2 separate regions of the Sus scrofa genome follow, and region 2 is linked to region 1. A link is a contact called in public Hi-C data. All regions are on one chromosome and are shown on one strand. The core of a region is the stretch at or near the end of the contact, and the rest is flanking DNA. Distances in the headings are between cores, read along the strand shown. Region 1 holds the start of CENPU (centromere protein U). Region 2 holds the start of LRP2BP (LRP2 binding protein).

What was found. A called contact is a pair of places that touch in the nucleus more often than the background predicts.
Region 2: a contact with region 1 is called in a Hi-C map of liver, with 3 times the contacts expected there. The contact joins the promoter of LRP2BP here to the promoter of CENPU in region 1. A contact is called at or near these places in 3 of 47 Hi-C or Micro-C datasets (heart right ventricle, liver and skeletal muscle).

The regions. Positions count from the first base shown.
Region 1 is chr15:45,848,206-45,852,855 of Sscrofa11.1, reverse strand. CENPU (centromere protein U) reads left to right here and starts at 1,395. Exons shown (of 12, transcript XM_013984043.2): 1 at 1,395-1,770. The coding sequence starts at 1,739. It overlaps PRIMPOL (DNA-directed primase/polymerase protein), which reads right to left. Exons shown (of 15, transcript XM_021076332.1): 15 at 1,804-1,910. The coding sequence ends at 1,891.
Region 2 is chr15:46,442,714-46,447,107 of Sscrofa11.1, reverse strand. LRP2BP (LRP2 binding protein) reads left to right here and starts at 1,452. Exons shown (of 11, transcript NM_001243566.2): 1 at 1,452-1,518; 2 at 1,521-1,536. The coding sequence starts at 1,505. ANKRD37 (ankyrin repeat domain-containing protein 37) reads right to left here and starts at 1,319. Exons shown (of 5, transcript XR_002339222.1): 1 at 973-1,319; 2 at 689-841.

The DNA of each region.
Region 1 (4,650 bases), core at 146-2,645:
GTAGCTGTGTACCCTGCAGGACACTTACAGGGACGTTTAGCTGGGCATCATTGGTAACAGCAGAAAGACTGAAAACAACTGATCTATCCATACATAGAAGAATGAATAAAGAAAATGTGATATATTTACTTAATGCATTACAAAAATGAATGCATGAGAGCTACATGCATCACTGTGAATAAACCTAAAATTTATATCTTTGAGTAAGAGCACTTGCACAATACATCCAAATATTATTTGTATAAAGTTTAAAAATATACAATAAATAACATTTTAGGAATATAGCAAGGTAGAAAAACATGGGAATGAGAAACGCAACATTGGAAGTGTGGTTATCCTTGGAAGAAATGATAAATAAATATATATATATGTATTACTTTGTAATTATGTAATTAAGTAAATATATATGTGTGTGTGTGTGTGTGTGTGTGTGTGTGTGTGTGTGTGTGTATAGTCTATTTAGGGCTGCACGCATGGCATATGGCGGTTCCCAGGCTAGGGGTCCAATCAGAGTTATAGCCACTAGCCGATGCCACAGCCACAGCAATGCCAGATCCAAGCTATGTCGCCACCTACACCAAAGCTCACTGGCAATGCCAGATTCCTAACCCACTGAATGAGGCCAGGGAGCAAACCTTTGTCCTCATGGATACTAGTCAGATTCATTTCCACTGAGCCACGACAGGAACTCCAGGAATGATAAATATTAATTTCCTATCCAGTGGTGACCATCTGTGTGCTCCATTTTATCTTTGTATATGCTATATTATGTGCATGAACTCTAATAATTTTTATTGTGGTGATATATACGTAACATATAGTTTAGCATTTTAGCCACTTTCAACTGTACCATTTAGTGGCACTACTTAAGAATATTCACATGGCTATGCAACCATCCACCATTAGCCACTTCTAGAACTCTTTCATCATCCTAAACTGTGCTTTTTGATGTCTTGATTCAAGATATCATTGCTAGATCCAATGTCATAAAGCTTTTGCCCTATATTTTCTTCTAAGAGTTTTATAGTTTTAGCCCTTATAGTTAGGTCTTTGATCCATTTTGAGTGAGTTATTTTTTTTGGGGGGGTGATAGGGGTCCAAAATCATCTTTTGCAGGATAATGCATTTTTTAGAGAGAAAGTAAAGAATCAGAGAATATTAGCTCCAGAAAAGGCCCTCCCCACTTATGAGTGAAAAAACTGGGGTAGAAATAAAATAATAAGCCAAGATGACACAACTGATTACAGGCGTTGGCAGACTAAAAATCAAACCTTATTTCCAAATCTTTACTCTAGATAGCTGCGCAGGCGCTTAAGCACCCAGCGGTCCCACCCTGGGTTTGGATCCGCCCCTCACAGGCGGGCGCCCTCTCCAGTTCCGGCTCTGGCTCCTCCCCCTCCCGCCCCCAAGGGCGGGCCCTGGCGGCTCTGACTCTTTGGAACTTAGGAAAAAGGGCGAGGCACGTGGGTGAGAGGAAAAACCCGACAAATGTTTGGCGTATCATGCACTGTCAGCAACTGGTTTTAAAGCCTGGACTCCAAATCCGCTCTAGCGCAGTACCAGACCGGGTTTTTTCTAGCGCTCTAGGACGGGGAAGAGCCCTAGCCCGCCTGTGTGTAAGACCGGGCGCGGGGCGGGAGGCGTGCCCGCGTGCTCGGCCCCGATTGGCCGCTGGGAGCAGCGCGGGGTTTGGCGGGAGCTTCAGGAGCTGCGCGGGCGCAGGGAGCTGTGGGCCGTGATGGCCCAGCCGGGACGAGTAACGCGCTCAGGGTAGGTATTGAGGACCCTCGCGACGCAGGTTGGGGCCCACTTTATCTTCTTTCTCTTCCGCGGATCTTGGGCCTCTCGGAGCTGTTGGTGCTGCCTGGTTCTGGCACTGTGCTGTTTGTCCTAGCGATAAGTTTCCAGGTCTGTAAAAGGGGAGTAATAATAGTCACAATTTTCTAGGAATTACGGGGAAGCTTAGAGGAGTTACAGTTTATAACGGTGCCTGACGGGCAGGCGAGAACGCTGGCTAGTGTTAGCATCATTTTGGGTGAGTGTAGTCTAAAGTAGACAAAACATTTTAAAACGAACTGTCCAACAAATAACTTATGAGGGCGTACCACTCTACCACTTGCCAGACATCACATTCTAGTGGCTTTTACACTCTGGCTGGTAGTCAGTATTCTTATTTTCAAGACCTTGCTTGTTTTTATAACACAAACCACAGACCATAAAGTTGAACTACATCTCCGGCCGGCTGCTTGTGGTTCTTAAAGGAGCACTCCAGCCAGGATGGGGCAAGGTTTTTTGTTTTTAATCAAAAAGGGCATGCAATTTAAAATAGATTGCAAAACTGCTCTCTAAAATGTTATTCCCTCTGGATTTGTTGGCAAGTATCTTGCTGGTGGTGTCTGGTCCTGGCTGGAGGGGCCTTGGCTTGCTTTGATTAGTCTGCAAAGGAGTTCCACCTGGACCGTGGGAAGGCTTCCCGGAGAAGGTGCATTTGTAGATGTGGGGTGATGGTAGAGGCAAGCCGACAGCATAGGGGAAAGGCTGGGGCAAGACAAAGCAGGGAGGTGGAGTAAACTGAGACTAGATTCCAGTGGCCAGTGGGGAAGAACCTAAGACGCCCACAGTGGGGAGGAGGACTGGGAAAAAATATTGGAGCCTTGAAACATCAGGTGACAAGAGTTAAACTTTATCTGCTAGGCCAGTGGGGGGGTGGTTCTCTCTCTCTGTACACAAACATATACACATACATGTAACATTTTTGCCTTTTGAGATTCATGAAATCTGTTCATCCTCCCCCCCCAAAATGAAAGTTTGACATATGTTATCAAGGAGATTTCCATCTTTTAGGAGTCTCTTCTTGCTCCTTGCCTAGGTGAGAAGGAAACTTGACCTGTGGATCTGAGCACAGATAAGGCAGGGGTCCTTAGAAAGAGTAGGTTAAGAAAGTATGTGATCGGTTTCTAGTCCCATTTCTGTCACTTGGCTGTGACCACTGACGTTACTTACCTTTCCAGGACCCCAGAATCATAGATGCCTTACACCAATACCTATTCTCCCTTCTTTGGGGTCTGAGATTCAAATAAAGCAGTGGTTTTCAAAGTGTGGTTCCCTGACCAGCTGCACTAGGAGCATGCTAGAAATGCAAAAGCGTAGAGGCCATCCCAGGTTTACTGAATCAGCTGCTGCTCTGGAGATGGGCTAAGTGGTCTGTTCTAACAAGCCCTCCAGGTGAGTCTGATGCCTGAAAGCTTGAGAACCAAACTTTTTCTGTTCTTACTGTAATTCACAGCAATGATGTTTACATCACAGTGAGTACACACACACACAGTACGTACACACACATAAAACAAGGGGTATATGAAATACTATGTTCAGTGCATGGTACTATTATATTTTATATTCTCTTCTTAAGATTTCGGAGTTCCCGTCGTGGCGCAGTGGTTAACGAATCTGACTAGGAACCATGAGGTTTTGGGTTTGATCCCTGGCCTTGCTCAGTGGGTTACGGATCTGGCGTTGACATGAGCTTTGGTGTAGGTCGCAGACGTGGCTCCGATTTGGTGTTGCTGTGGCTCTGGTGTAGGCCGGCGCTGCAGCTCCGACTGGACCCCTAGCATGGGAACCTCTATATGCCACAAGTGCAGCCCTAGAAAAGACAAAAAAGAAAGAAAATTTTCTTCTTGTTTTTTGGGGGTTTTATTTGTCCTTTTAGAAAATGCTGAGTGTGGGGGAAAGGTTAAAGGATGTGATGGGGCAGTTGATGAAACTTGGATATGATTAGATAATTATGTCAGTGACCTGAAAATTGTGCTGTGACTACACAAGATTTCAGCTCCCTAGGAAGGACACACTGCAGTATTCCCCATTTACCGAATACATACAGAAAGCAGATGAGGCAACATGTAAACAGTAGTGAAGTGGGGCAAAAGGTATACAGAAGGCTTAGACTATTGTCACAACTTTCCTGTAGGTTTGAAATGATATCAAAGTTACTCAAAGAAACACTGGTTCAGACACTAAACTGACTTTGCTACGCACTCTTGGGGGTATGCAGGGCATGTCTGAAGTCAGGTCTGTGTATGGGGACATCCCCGTTGCCCTCCCACCTCTCTTGGTGCACGGACAGTAGGATTTCCTGCTTATTTTCTGTTTCCTTTCTGGTTTGTTACATCTTCCTTATTTTAAGCTTGTTGGAGATGCTCGGGCTTTATCCCCTTGTCCTAATGCCCACAGGAAGGGGCCTGAAGGGGTAGAAAGTGAGGAGGGCTCTGGGTTGAAACTGATGCAGATTTTAATTTGAGATTCCCTTCCTCTTGGCTGCATGTTGCTTTGGGCAAAAAGACATCTGGACCATGGGGTTCACGTCTTCTTAAGGCCCACTGTGGAGCCACATGAGAGAATGCGTGTGAAAGAGCAGGCACCGTATGGAACGGGCTCGGGTGCTTGACAAAGTTTCGGGACCTCTCGCTCATCTCTGCAGAAAGTCAGCCCTTGTTGATGTGACCTCAGGAACAAGGATGACAGCAGGGTTAGGGGGTTTCTGTATCCCTGAGAGCAGAGCTATGCTGTTTATACAAAGGTGATATGATTAGACCTAGAAAAAAATGTTCAGCGCATGAGAGATGGGCTTGGCTTTCTAAAAGGGTTTTGCCC
Region 2 (4,394 bases), core at 203-2,702, 590 kb before region 1:
AAATAGAGTTGTCATTAATAAAAACATGTGCAGCCACAGCTACATTCATTAAATTTTAAGTGAATAACAGCGAAATCGAAATCTATAAAAGTAAAAATTACAATTTAAAATTCACCATGCTTTAATATTCAGTGGAAGATGCAAACTACCTTCAGTTCTGTAAGAAATTATATTGTTTATGAGCATGAGTCACAAGTATGTCAGTAGCTACCCTGAGACTTCATTTGGTAATGGAGCAATTGTTCCTTTGGAAATGAATCGTAGACCTTCGAAATGCTGTCCGGTATATTAACCAGCAGCCCAACATATGGCTAATGAGCACCTGAAATGTGGCTAGTCTGAATTGAAATGTGCTATAAATGTAAAATACACACCGGATTGAGAAGACACATCAAAAGAAAATGTAAAATACTTAACAGTAATGTTTTATATTGATTACATATTAGAATGATATTTTGGATTAATTAGGTTAAATTACTAAGACTAATTACAAGTTTCGTTTTACTTCATTAATATGGCGACTAGAAAATTTTAAGTTACCTATGTGTCTCACTTATTTCTATTGGACATCGCTGAGACGGTCAAGTTCATGAAAGTGAAACCACTAAATATCCTGGTGCCTAAGAATTGTTTGAGGGGATTTGGGGTGGAGGGGAGGGTTGCACACAACAATCAGTTACCTAGTTACCTGTTGGTTGAGGTCAGCGCCAGTCTGCAGTTGCCAAAGAAGAAAGCAAGAAAGGCCGCCACCTGCAGCCAGGTGGACAGGCGACTGCTCACAGGGATCCGGAGGTGCGTTGACGGAGGCCCCCGTCTCTAGCAGTTGCTTCAGAATATCTACCTGCGAGAAGAGAACAGCTCCAGCACCATTCTTGCCTTTGTCCAGGCTCACGCCCTCCCAAAATTGAACATCCTCCCCCCTGCAAAAATTTTCCAGCTCTGAAGACACAGGGTCCATTGATCCACCATTACCTTAGCTAGCGCTCCCAAGAAGTCAGACCTCCGGAAGCTTAAACCTGCAGGACAAAAGCGGCCTGAGTCTCACCTCTGGGTTGCTATCAAGCAACTGCATTTCCCGCCTAAAGTAGTGGACTGGAGTCCTTGGGAGAGCAAAACGGTGGGGCACTCGTTGCAAACAGGTAAGAGTGCACAAGCTGCCTAAGAGCAGGAGAATTTAAAGATCGCCAGGGCCAGCGGGCCAGCCCCTCCCCGCCGCGCCCCAACTCTGGTTGAGCCCTAGCTGCCCAACCCTTGGCTTCCGGGCCTTTCTCCGCCCAGCTGCAGCCGCACGTACACAAAACACTGGCACGTGCAACCGGGAAGCCAGAGAGGCTGGCGGGGAGGAAGGAGGCGGAGGCAGCGCGGATCCGCCAGACGATTGGCCAGCGGTGGAGCTGTTAGGTCCGCCCACCCTGAGGCGGGGCCCTGGGCCGCTCCCCCGGAGTCCCGGTGCGCGTGCGCGGTGAGCGACGGCAGTCTGCGCGGCTGGAATGCAGCGCCCGCCATGAGGCGTGCGGAGTCCCCACGTCGGACGCGGTAGTTCCCAGCTCTAGTGCTTTTGGGGAAACGGGAGTCGCGGGCGGAGGTTTTGGTTTCTGCTGGCACGCACGTAACCAGGAAACGAGGGAGCTACGAGGCGCTCCGTGGCAATACCACCTTTGGAAGCTACCACGCGTGGGGCTGACGCCTTGGCCGCAGCCTCCAATTCTTTAGCTGCACGTTCAGAGTTGCCCGAGGCTTCGCTCTGTCCCCTGGGCCCTGGACACTTGGGGAAGAAAGCGGGATCTGGGGGTTTGGGGGTAGGTGGAGGGGCGACTGCCTCTTGGCTGCTCTGGGGGAAAGCTGGGTTGGGGGAAAGGCTCTCCTGGAGCTCTTTATACTGTTTAGCTGGAGTCATTCCTTTTTGTAAAACTTTAGAAAAAGACTTCCTCACTTCAGACTGTAGCCAGTGACTCGCACATCTAATCTCTGAACTCTTTCCTCAGCACTTTTTTTTCCCCAGATTAATCCTGCTAAAAGCTACAGCTGCAGCCATATATTTATTTTCCCTAACATCTTCAGTGATCTCCTTCTATCTACTGACATCTTTGAAAGCAGGAGTGAAAAATAATTTATTGCTATACTTTTAGAGGACAAGCTTGTTCTCTGAGATCGGTGTCCTTTTAGTTCCAATTGTTGGTTATAGTTTATTGTATATTTTGTAAGAGCCATAAAGTAATTTGGTAGTAATTCATAGTACTGAACTATGCACTGGTCCAAGGTGTCGACTGAGAAAAATGCACAACGTGGGAGTTGTGGGTTCAGTTTTTTATTCAAGACTTTACTGAGGACTCTAGCCCCGGAGACAGCCTTCAAATAGCTCTGAGGAACTGTTCCTAAGAGGTGGTTAGGAGACTAGTTTACATGTGATTTTTTTTGTTAGGAAATCCATGCAGTTAACATGTATCTTGGTAAAAGATCACTGCTAGTCACAGAGAACAAATAGCTCAGCTTAATGATTGTAGTGTTTTTCTATGCATGGGAAGGTGCAAAAGCAGAGTTTGTTAAAATTCTTGGTGAAATGTGTCTAACTGCCTGAAGGCTTGTTTGTCCAAAGCACAGAGCATCCCTTTATCACCTTTAATTTCCTCTGTCTGAAGCAGAGTGCCCATCATGGCATCATCTTAATCTCTCTGAGGCATCAATTGCACTGTTGGCCCATGGCTGCAGCAGGTTAATCTTGAAGACTTGGATGGTGAGCAAATTGCTCTTTGCTCTTTTGTTTCCAAGGGGTAGTTTTAAACATTTATACGCATACTTGAACATAAACATGTATATTTGTGTTCAAACATATTATAGAATCATGCTTGTGTTCTGTTTTTTATGTTTAAACTAGTCACAATACCTTGTTTATATTTAAAGAATGTGAGAGATATATGAGAATACCTGTCCATGTTGCCAATTTTCCTTTTCTCGTGTTTTTCAATTCGATAAGCACTATTTTTCAAAGCATATATTAAGCTTCAGGTTTACACAGATGTTCATTATCAGGAATTCCTAACTAATAGAATTATTATGAGAGCGTTCCTAGAGTTCTGGACATAGGTATTGCAGTTAACATATGCAATGGGATATTTGTGTGATGCTACACATCCATATTGCATCCTTTTTCTTGAAAACAAGATTCTGTTCAGCATGCATTGAATCTTGTAACTATTGTTAGCTGCCTATTACGTATGTAATTTTCACGAGGAAAGAGAATTTTGTGAGTAGTTGTTAAAGCTTTTGCCCCTTTAATCACTGCACACCTGTCCATTGCTCATAATGTTTCAAAAACATTCTTTATATGTCAGCTAAGTATCTGGTTTACTCTTAGAAATGGGCCTAAAAGCTTTCTAGAAACTAAACAAAGCTGGTAGAGTACAAAAAATATACAGAATAAATACATTTGGGGGACAATATCTTACTGGCAAGTAACTGGAGTTTTTTACTAAACATGTAGCCGGTAGGATCAATTTTCTAGAGTGGAAGATGGTCTAAGATGCATATTCAACAGGCACTCTTCTAAGAATTGATAATTCTGCTTATGCTTAATTTGCTGATAGATGTGTTTCCAGAAGGAATATACCATTTTAGAGGGAATGTTTTAAAAAGAAAAATGTTGGGTGATGGCTAAGTGACCAAATGAGTCTTGAAAGGGAAGCGCTTTCCTAGGTAGTCCAGGAGGGAAGAGGATTTATATATGTAAAATATCTTAACAATGTTAAGAAAACTATGTGTAGTTCAGTCTGGTTGCAGTATGGTTACACGAACAGCAGTGATGTGAAATAAAGACTTACAAATGAAAAATTATATTAAATGACCACTAATGTCTATTCCAATTTATTATTATATTAATATAATTTAAGTACATTAAATTGGCATTAACTGGGCACTTAACTGTGTCCCAAGATTAATACAGATACATATTATCAGGTTGTCTTACAGGAAAGCAAACTGAGACTTAAGAGTTTCAATAACTTATCTAAGATCATATCATTAAGAGATGGAGCTGGAACTCAGCCAGTTTGACTCCAGAGCCCACAGTCTTATATATCTATATTTTAAAGAATTGTGGTCATCATTGGGTAGATTCAAAGATACTAAGATTAAAGCAGAAGAGGAGTTCCCTTTGGGAGCAGCAAAAAGTTCCCTTTATGGCACAATGAAAATGAAGCCAAGTCACATCCATGAAGTTGCAGGTTAGATCCCTGGCCTCGCTAAGTGGGTTAAGGATCCAGAATTGCCATGAGCTGTAGCGTAGGTCACAGACAAAGCTCAGATCCCATATTGCTGTGGCTGTGGTGTAGGTCAGCGGCTACAGCTCCGATGAAGACCCCTAGCTTGGGAACCTCCATATGCCATGGGTGTGGCCC